Linked DNA regions of Sus scrofa: region 2 is linked to region 1. Evidence: chromatin contacts called from public Hi-C data. All regions are on one chromosome and are shown on one strand. Each heading gives the region's core, a stretch centred on a gene start, on an enhancer-like site or on the middle of the called end of the contact. The rest is flanking DNA. Distances are from core to core; before and after follow the strand shown. Region 1 holds the start of NT5C1A (cytosolic 5'-nucleotidase 1A). Region 2 holds the start of PPIE (peptidyl-prolyl cis-trans isomerase E).

The links. Hi-C and Micro-C count contacts between places; a contact is called where the count stands out from the background.
Region 2: a Hi-C map of brain shows a contact between it and region 1, with 5 times the contacts expected there. The contact joins the promoter of PPIE here to the promoter of NT5C1A in region 1. A contact is called at or near these places in 3 of 5 promoter capture datasets (fetal skeletal muscle, liver and skeletal muscle), 24 of 47 Hi-C or Micro-C datasets (adipose tissue, alveolar macrophages, blood and 15 more) and 1 of 2 datasets of contacts at active chromatin or transcription factors (skeletal muscle).

What each region holds. Positions count from the first base shown.
Region 1 is chr6:95,495,366-95,499,814 of Sscrofa11.1, reverse strand. NT5C1A (cytosolic 5'-nucleotidase 1A) reads left to right here and starts at 2,170. Exons shown (of 7, transcript XM_021095989.1): 1 at 2,170-2,728; 2 at 2,843-3,035. The coding sequence starts at 2,910.
Region 2 is chr6:95,546,546-95,551,518 of Sscrofa11.1, reverse strand. It overlaps PPIE (peptidyl-prolyl cis-trans isomerase E), which reads right to left and starts at 2,937. Exons shown (of 10, transcript XM_013999199.2): 1 at 2,823-2,937; 2 at 1,418-1,516; 3 at 293-336. The coding sequence starts at 2,922.

The DNA.
Region 1 (4,449 bases), core at 921-3,420:
CTGTTATAAGAAGAAGAGGATAGGAAAGGTTGCTAGCCAAGCAAATCCAATAGCCACCAACTTTTGAGGGGCATTTGTTGAAGTGATATAGAAAATCTCATGCAAATTTAGCGATGGGTATCCCAGGAGTTCTCACTGCGGCTCAGTGGGTTAGGAACCTGATGTGGTGTCTATGAGGATGTGTGTTCAATCACTGGCCTTGCCCAGTGGGTTAAGGATCTGGTGTTGCCACAAGCTGTGGCATAGGTTGCAGATGTGGCTCAGATCAGGCGGTGCTGTGGCTATGGCATAGGCTGCAACTGGAGCTCTAATTTGACCCCTAGCCTTGGAACTTCCATGTGCTTCAGGTGCAGCCATAAAAAGAAAAAAAAAAAAGAGAGAGATGGGCACTACAGCCAGGCTTTGATTAGGGACTTGGGAAACTGTCAGGACCAGAAGCAGCCCCCTTTCAGGGCAGATGTTTTCTCTTTCATGGAGTCTCTGCTGTCCTCTGCACTTTTTTTTCCATCTTTATCTGCTGATGGGCTCATTCTGCTCACACAGTTTCTGCTCCCTCTTAGCTTTACATAGTGTATTAATTGCAGCTTGTGAAAGCCCATCCAGGTCTCTTGGAAGCCAACAGTATCTATCTCATAGCATCCTTATCTTCTGTTCCTGTGGTTGACTCTCCAGCCCATTTCCCAATTCCAAATTCCTGAGGAAGAAGAAGTTGATTGGCCTAGATCATCTTTTCAAACCAGGCTGCAAAGGTCAAAGGTCACTGGACAGCATGAGGATGGTTCACCTTTGTGTCAGGTACTCACTCCCATCCAAATAATGACCCTATACATTTTCTCCTCCTCTTCTCTGAGGCACCTGAGAATAACTGACTCCTTCTTAGAGTTTCATTATGTATTGCTATGTAACAAGCCACCCCCAAACTTCATGCTTAAAGCAGCAAAAATATCATTTATCATGAATCTGTGGATTGGCTGGGCTCAGCTGGGAGGTTTTACTGCATCATGTGTTGTTGGCTGGGGTCACTCACCCTGTCGCATCCCAGTAGAAGCTGGGCTGGGGCTGGAACAGTAAGATGGCCTCACTCTGCTGACAGATGCTGACAATTGCCTAGGAAACCACTGTTCTCTCCCGGCTTCTTATCCTCCAGGGCCTTCTGCCTCTCCCTGTGATCTTTCCAGAAGGTTAGTCCAGACTTCTTTACATAGTAGCTGGCTTCCAAGAGGACAAAAATAGAACCTGCAAGGCCTCTTAAGGCTTAAGCTTGGAAACTGCATAGCATCACTCCTACAGCATTCTATTGGTCAAAGCAAGACTCTAGGTCAACTCAGATGCAACTCCACTTCTGGATGGGAGGAATGGTCCAAGTCGCATTGTCAAAGGGCAGGCAGGATGGGGGAGAGTTTGGGGCCACATATGGAAACATCTATGGACAAGGGCAAGTCTCAACATTACATCCTAAAGCTTTTGATTATTATTTCCTCTTTCCTCCCACACAGGGTTTGTTTGGTTCCTCCCAGGACATGGTGGGGCTGGGCAGACTCCTCCATTCTGTACCCCATCCCAGTCAGATGTCCTCCAGGCTGGGCCAGTATTTTCTCCTGCTGCTCCTACATACCTGTGGGCACCTGTAGACACACAGAGATGGCTCTCTGCTTCTTGGTCTGTGCCTTCGGATGGGTGGCATTAGTTTCTGCTACCCTGGGCTCTGCACCAAGGAAGGCAATGCCCTGGAACTCCAGGAGGGTGGTCAAAGATTCTTTTTTTTTTTTTTTTTTTTTTTTTTTTGTTGTTGTTGTTTTTGTTGCTATTTCTTCGGCCGCTCCCACGGCATATGGAGGTTCCCAGGCTAGGGGTCTAATCGGAGCTGTAGCCCCGGCCTACGCCAGAGCCACAGCAACGCGGGATCCGAGCCGCTGCAAACTACACCACAGCTCACGGCAACGCCGGATCGTTAACCCACTGAGCAAGGGCAGGGACCGAACCCGCAATCTCATTGTTCCTAGTCGGATTCGTTAACCACTGCGCCACACGGGAACTCCGTGTGGTCAAAGATTCTTTAGTTCCCAGGCTCCTTTTCTATCATCCTTTAATCTAGCCATTTCTGGGCCTGTCACTAACCAAGCTCAGCAGGTGGGACCTGGGAGTGCGCGCCCCCTGCTGGACATCAAGGGGCCAGCCGGTATCGAGGTTCAGAATCCCTCCGAGTCTCTCCGGTCTGGGTCCCCCGCTAGGCGGAGGGGAACCTGGTCTCTCCACCGACTTCCGGAGCCCCTCCGCCGTGGAAGGAAAAGCTGCCCGTCTGGGCCTTCCACTGTGCGCCCGGCTAGGCGCAGGTGGCTCCTGCTTGTGGATGGAGCTGTCCATCCACCACCTCCTCCCTCTCCGCGGAACGGTCTGGGGGAAGGAGCCGCTGCTCTGGGTACCAGAATCCTGGAATCAGGGGGGAAAGAAGGCGATTGGCTAACTTTTCATTTTCTTCTTTGGGGATCGCCATCCTTGGGGGGAAAAAAGTTGTCAGACCTCCGATCTCTTGGCATCCTGGAGCGCCGGCGAAGAATACGAGCCTCGAAATGCCGAATCCGCAGCAGTCCGCAGGCCCGGTTTCAGGCCCCCTCCTCTGGCGAGCCTGAAGGTTCTACCCCCAGTTCACTTCGGGCGTGAAGCGGTCAGCACAGGAGAGCTCAGCCGTCCCAGTCACAGCAGCAACACCAGGGCAATCAACCGAGAGGTAGAGTTGAACACCCAGCGCCCCCCCCATCCCGGCCTCCGGCCGGCCCGCACGCGCACTCTCCCGTCGCTGCCCGCCCCCTTCTCACGCCCGGGACGCGCCTCCCTCCCGCAGCCCAGCCCCGCCGGCTCCGCTCTCCGCTGCCGCCACCCGCTCCGCTCGGGCCGGGTCCAGCCGGAGCATGGAACCGGAGGAGCCCCGGGAGCTCCGCGAGCCCGGGCCGGGGGCAGAGACCGCCGCGGCCCCGCGCTGGGAGGAAGCCAAGACTTTCTACGACAACCTCACTTCCAAGAAGAAACCCAAATCGGTAAAAGCTGGGCATGGGTATGGGGGAGGGCAGGGGGAAGGTCACCGCGGGAGGGAGCGTCTGTCCTCTGGAGGGGGTCCCAGGGTACCCCTCCGGAAAGGGACGCACTTCCTCAGCACCAGAATGCGCCAGGCCCTTGGCGCAGGCTCGGGTTTATTTTGGGAGCTCGTCTCCGGTGGTTTTTTTTCCCCGGGGCTCGGGTTCCACGCCAGGATCCCCCTCCCCCATGCTGTCATCAGGGCCCAGCTCCGGGCCGCCGCCAGCCTCTCCCTGCGCGGGCAGCCTGGGGCCCGTGGACAGCACTTGTTGGCAAAGTCAGCGACATCTACAGAAGCGCCCCGGGCTCAGGTTACCTGACTCTGATAACCCGGCTCCTGGCTGTACCACCCCCCACCCTCCTAGTTTCTGCCATCTGGGCGCCGAGCTCCGGACCCGAGCCTCTGCATTTGATATCCGGCTCGGGGCTCTGCGCGCTGTAATCGGGGTGCCGGGGCTCTTAAGAGAAGGGAGCTGCATTGGGATCAGCGCTTTGCGCTCAGGGCTCTGTGTCCCTGATTCTGGAGTCCAGACACTGGACTTTGAGCCCCAGCTCTGATCTCCGCTCCCCTCACAGGGGAGCCCTTGCTGGCATCAGCATCTTGGGGACCCTCGTGGTCTTCTCAGCCCTCCAGGATGCACTCAGAGGAGGATCCTTATTGGACAAGTTCATGGTTGGTCCTTGGGCCTTGCTCACCCCAGCTTCCCAGATCTCAGAGCTTGCGAAGAGGATGGAGGAGAGAAAAGCTGGCTCAGAGTATCCTCCAAAGTGCTCCAGCCTGACCTCAAAGCATCTTGCTGCTTCCCTCCCAAACCCCTCCCATGAGGCCACCCTGTCAACAGTTATTCCCCCAGCACCTCCAGGCCTGCTCGGCAGTGGGGATTGAAAGATGAATTAGTCTGAGTCCTGCCTCAGGAGCTCAGAGTCCCTGAACATGGTGAGTGCTCAGATGAAAGACCCTAGCAGTGGGGAACATAGGGGCGGGAGTGACTGCCAATGCAGGAAGGCCTTTAGAGGTGGCCTTTGAGATGATCTTAAAGGCTGAGTAGGTGGACTTTCCCAGACAGAGGGGGAAACAGGATGGGCAAAAGGCACGGAAGTGTATTTGAAACTGAGCAAGAAACTGCAGCATCTTTAGGAGAGTCGGAGAGATGCCAGAGACCCACGGAGGGGCTCAAGTGCCATATTATTATGGAGTCTGGACCTTATTCAGTGGAGTTAGGGGTCTTAGAACTAGGTGCCATGGAACTCCATGTATCAGGGGGTCTACCCACATGTGAAGCCAATTCATTTTCTTTCTTCCTCAAACTATATTTAACGCAAGTAAAAATACGTGATAAGGGAGTGCCCATTGTGCCCCAGCAGCAACAAACCCGA
Region 2 (4,973 bases), core at 1,688-4,187, 51 kb before region 1:
AAGTGGAAGGCAGAGAAATAATCGCCAGTACTGCCATGTAAGAATGTTCAATGAGCAGAGCTGCAGAATCTCTGCAGAGCAAGAGGGGCAGCACCTGACAGTCTCAGATGTTAACCACAGCCTCCAGTTTGATTAAGCAAGGGAAGCTTTCTTTCAAATAGCACTTTTTGTCTCTCTGGAACCATCACCATGAGGCTCAGAAACCCAACCCAATGGCGAACAGCTCCCTTTGTAATCAGTAACAGTAATAACAGAAGCCAAAGACTTAACACAGGTAATAGAATTTTCTCACCTCGGCCAACTCAAACTCAACAAAAGCAAATCCTCGGTGCTTTTCTGAAAAGAAAAGAAAAGAAAAAAAAAAAAGTAAACAAAATCGCAATTACCACGGGGGCAAAGGGAAGAAGCATGTGGTCATAAGGAAACTGAAGTCTGTCATATGTCTTATCCATTCACTAGAAAATTCTATTCAATCACTATTTTGGAAAAAGGAATCATATTCTTTGGTTTTTCCTAGTTTAAACCACATTTCAAGCTATACTGAACTGTTCTGTAGTGAATATAGCTAAATAATGAACTGTACTTTTAATCTTTAAAATAAGAATACAAGGAGTTCCCTTGGTGGAGCAGCAAGTTAAGGATCCAGCATAGTCACTGCTGTGGCTTGAGTTGCAGCTGTGGTGTGGGTTCGAATCCTGGCCTTGGAACTTCTGCATGCCATAGGGTGTAGCCAGGGCGGGGGATGGGGGGAAGGATTCAGTTCTTCTTCCAAAGCTAAAGTAAAACCTTAACCTTTGCATGCAAGACAGCTGGAAAAATGAAGTCATTTAATCTATCAAATTATCCATTTCAAATACACATTCTGAACAACAACTTTGCATAAAACATGAGTCCTAAAACCTGAGTAAGGACACTTAGTCTTTACCCTCCACAAAATGCTAATCAAAATAGAAAGGCCAAGTGCCCAACAGTGTTAATTAACCAATTAACCTTAGAGAGCCAATACAACCAAAGAAAATTTACCCAGATGTGCAGAGGCTAAGGCTCCTCTCTTAGGGCTGGGCTTTCCTGCTACCCTGATTAATAGCACAGCTGCCAAGAAGGGGGGAGATGAGGTAGAGTAAGTAGTTTGGTAAGTAGTTTGAAACAACATATCTCCACGTAGCTCAAAACCAATCTTCCTACTGGCTAACTGATAACTGTCTTATCTCAAATACAACAGATAGGACTCTGCAAATTACAGCTCACAACTGCAAGCCTAAGAAGAGTCCTGCATTGAGATCACTGTCATGCTGCCCAAGGCATATCTCAAATGCACTGTGATATGACCTAAATGTTGTTTTTTGGTTTTTGTTTTTTTTTAAGTTCTCTTTCTAGCAGGAGAATTCTGAGCATGAGAGACACTAAAAAGCCTCACCTGTTTCATAATCCAGAGGAATCTGGATATCTGTGATGTCTCCAAAAGGGATAAAAGCAGCATGAAGAACTTTATCATCCACCTCCTCTGCAAGTCCACCTGCAAAGAAGCCAAAGGCCTTTTGAGTTACTGCCCTCCATTCTCTTGAAAAGTCCTTGCTATTCAGATAGCACGTGACCGCCAAGGGGGTCTTTCCATCCAGTCCTTTGGGTACACAAACACCCCTCTCATCTGCTCCCTCATGCCTACTTACGAAGCACACTCCTTTCACCCTTCTTTAAGATTCTCATCTGGGAGTTCCTGTCGCAGCACAGCAGAAGCGCCCGTTGCGGCACAGCAGAAGTTAATCCGACTAGGAACCATGAAGTCGTGGGTTTGATCCCTGGCCTCGCTCAGTGGGTTAGGGATCTGGCGTTGCCGTGAGCTGTGGTGTAGGTCGCAGACGCGACTAGGATCTGGTGTTGCTGTTGGCTGTGGCTGTGGCATAGGCCGGTAGCAACAGCTCCAATTAGACCCCTAGCCTGAGAACCTCCATATGCTGTGGGTGCGGCCCTATAAAGACAGAAAAGACCAAAAAAAAAAAAAAGACTCATCTGAAGTAAGCCCCAGGATTACTGCAATAACTTCATAAATAACCCCCACAAAACCAACCAGTACCATCATGGAAACGTTCAGATTTTAACCCATCATTTCTCTGCTTAAACTACTTCGAAGGTTTCCCACTGTCCTCAGAATAACGTATAAACGCCTTAGCAGTGCACATAAGGTTTTTCACAAGGCCCCGCCCACCTCTTCGAGCCTCTCTCCCCTTGCCCCCAAGTATCAGGCTACTTCACACCTTTGGGCTTTTGCTTTATGCTCCCTTTTAGTAAACACACCTGCCCTACTTTGGCTGACTAACTGAGACTCATCAGCTCCAGCGTCACAGCATTCTATAAGTGTGCTCTCAACTCTCCAAATGGAGGGTCATTTCTTCCCGAACTCAGGCCCCTATCACCATTGTCCACCAAAGCACTCATCAAATTACACTATTAACGTTATTCCCACTTTTACCCGGCTAGTCTGGGAACTCTTTCCTTAAAGGCAACAGGGGGGCTGAGCCATCTCTGCAAAGAATGTAAAGTGAATGGGCACGAGGATTCAGAGGTCCCTAATATTAAGCTAACACTGGCCTGGGCCCAAGAGGTGAAGAGGTTCCTGTGAGTTTAGCGGGCTTGGAAGAATTGAAGTGATCGTTGGGTCTCGGGGTCCCACCCTGAGGCCAAGCAATACCGCCATAGATGCGGCCTAGACAGCTGCTCGCCGGCCTCCGCGTCCGGAGACCTGTCCAGCTCCACGCCACGACCCACTCACGGCCAGGTTCGCCCAGACTCCACTTAGCACCCGCGCCTGCTCACCCACGTACAACACTCGCTTGGTAGTGGCCATCTTGCTCGCACGCTCTTCCGCCGGAAGCCCGCTCTCGGGCCCCGCCCCCGCGTTCGGCGCTCGCAGGCCCCGCCCATTTAGGCGTGGGCCTAAGCGGCTTCCTACTCGCGGTGATTCTCGCCCGCATTGCGCAGGTGCATGTCGGTGGGTGAGGGGGGGCCTGGTCGCCGCGCTGCCTTTGCGCTGTCGTGAGGAAAACAGTCCTTTGAGCAATCAGCTGGAGTCCGCAGATAATAAACTACCAATAAGCTACGGCCCGCGGTCCACCCTCGCCAGTTTGTTTTTGGACAACCCCGGAGCCACAAATAGTAGCTGGAAAAAAAAAAAAAAATCCAAACAGGAATAATATTTCCTGACACATGAAAACCATATGAAGTTCAGGAGTTCCCGTTATTGGCTCCGTAAGTTAAGAATCTGACTAGTATTCCTGAGGTTGCAGGTTCCATCCCTGACCTTGCTCATTGGGTTAAGGATCCAGCGTCGCTGCAAGCAAGCAGCTGCCTAGATCACAGATGCGGCTGGGATCCTGCCTTGTGGTGGCTGTGCTCGCTGTGGCTGTGGTGTAGGCTGGCAGCTGCAGCTCTGATTTGACCCCTAGCCTGGGAACTTACATATGTCGCAGGTGTGGCCCTAAAAAAGGAAAAAAAAAAAAAACTGTATGAAGTTCAATTTTCATACACAAAAATTTATTGGAACCCAGACATGCTCATTCCTTTAAGTATTGGTCTGTGAGTGTTTTCACACTGCAAGGGCAGACCTAGGGCCTATAAAGCTTGAAATATTTACCATCAGACTCTTGAGGAAAAACGTTTGCCAACTCTTGGAATAAAACAACTAATACATAAATCACTGATCGACATGTTATACAAAATAATAGGGCCATCTGCTTTAGATACAGCAGTGGGTTAAGATCTCCCTGAGGTCATATTTAAGCTGAAACCTGGAGGAAGAGGAGCCAGAGAGAGGAGGAAGTAGAGAAAACAGTTTCAGAGAGAGGAGACAGTGTCTGTGTGTTCAAGAAACTGAAAGGCCAGAGCATGGGGGTTGGGAGGGGAGGGGCAGAAAACCTTAGGCAGGCAAGCTGGGCAGGGATCAGGTGATGCAGGGCCCTGTAAACCACGTGGAGGATTTATAAGTTTTGAGAAGCTACTGAAGGTTGTAATAGGGAGTTCCATGGTCACATTCATGTTCTAAAATAGTGCTCTGGGAGTTCCCTGGTGGCCTGGAAATTAAGGATTGTTGTCACTGCTGTGGCTTAGGTTCGATTCGTGGCTCGGGAATTTCCACATGCTCCTGATGCAGCAAAAACAAACACACAGACAAAACAAACAAACAAACCCTCCCATCACCTCCCCCCACCACCACTGAAGGAAATGAAAAAGCCAAACATATGGTTTGTCCTTGTCTAAGAGGTAGCAGCAACAACAGCGCCCACCTTCTGGGCAGCTTCTTTCTTGGCATGATGAGCCTGTAGGACCGCTACAGCTTCATCCACCTGTGAGAGATCTCCAGGTGGTCAGTGACATCTGAGGAGAGCCCCTCCGTCCCTCCCTGGCGCCCAGGCCCAGCGGGGGCTTCTGGTGTGAACTGCTTTCTCACATGCCCACAGCACAGCAGCCCTCCGATCGCAGGTGAGGCACAAGGAAGAGGTCATGGGGGCAGAAGACCCCCCCACACACACACATCCTGAGCCAAGTGAGCCGAAGTGACAGGGTCGGAGAACCAGCTCACCTTGGAGCAGAGAGACTCGGGGGACTCCAGCATGTGCAGCAGCTCCGAGTTGTCAATCTCCAGCAGCATCCCCGTAATTTTCCCAGCCAGGTTTGAGTGCATGGTCTGGATGAGTGGGAACAAGTTCACCTGTGGGAAGGTACTCCATTAAAAACCCAGTAGAGCCTGGATGCTGGTGTCCAGGTCAGTAACAGGCTCTGGCCCCCTCTTCTGCAAGCATGTGGGTCACTCACCCAGCATCTGCTTCTGTTGGGGGGTGGGGTGGGGTGTTGCGGCCGGCGTGGAGGTGGTCAGCTGCACGTGGACTACAGGCCTGGGAACCAGGAGAGGAAGAAACCAGGGAAAGGGCATATGACAGTTGTCAAGGTTAGGACAGTCCAATCATTCAATACTTGTA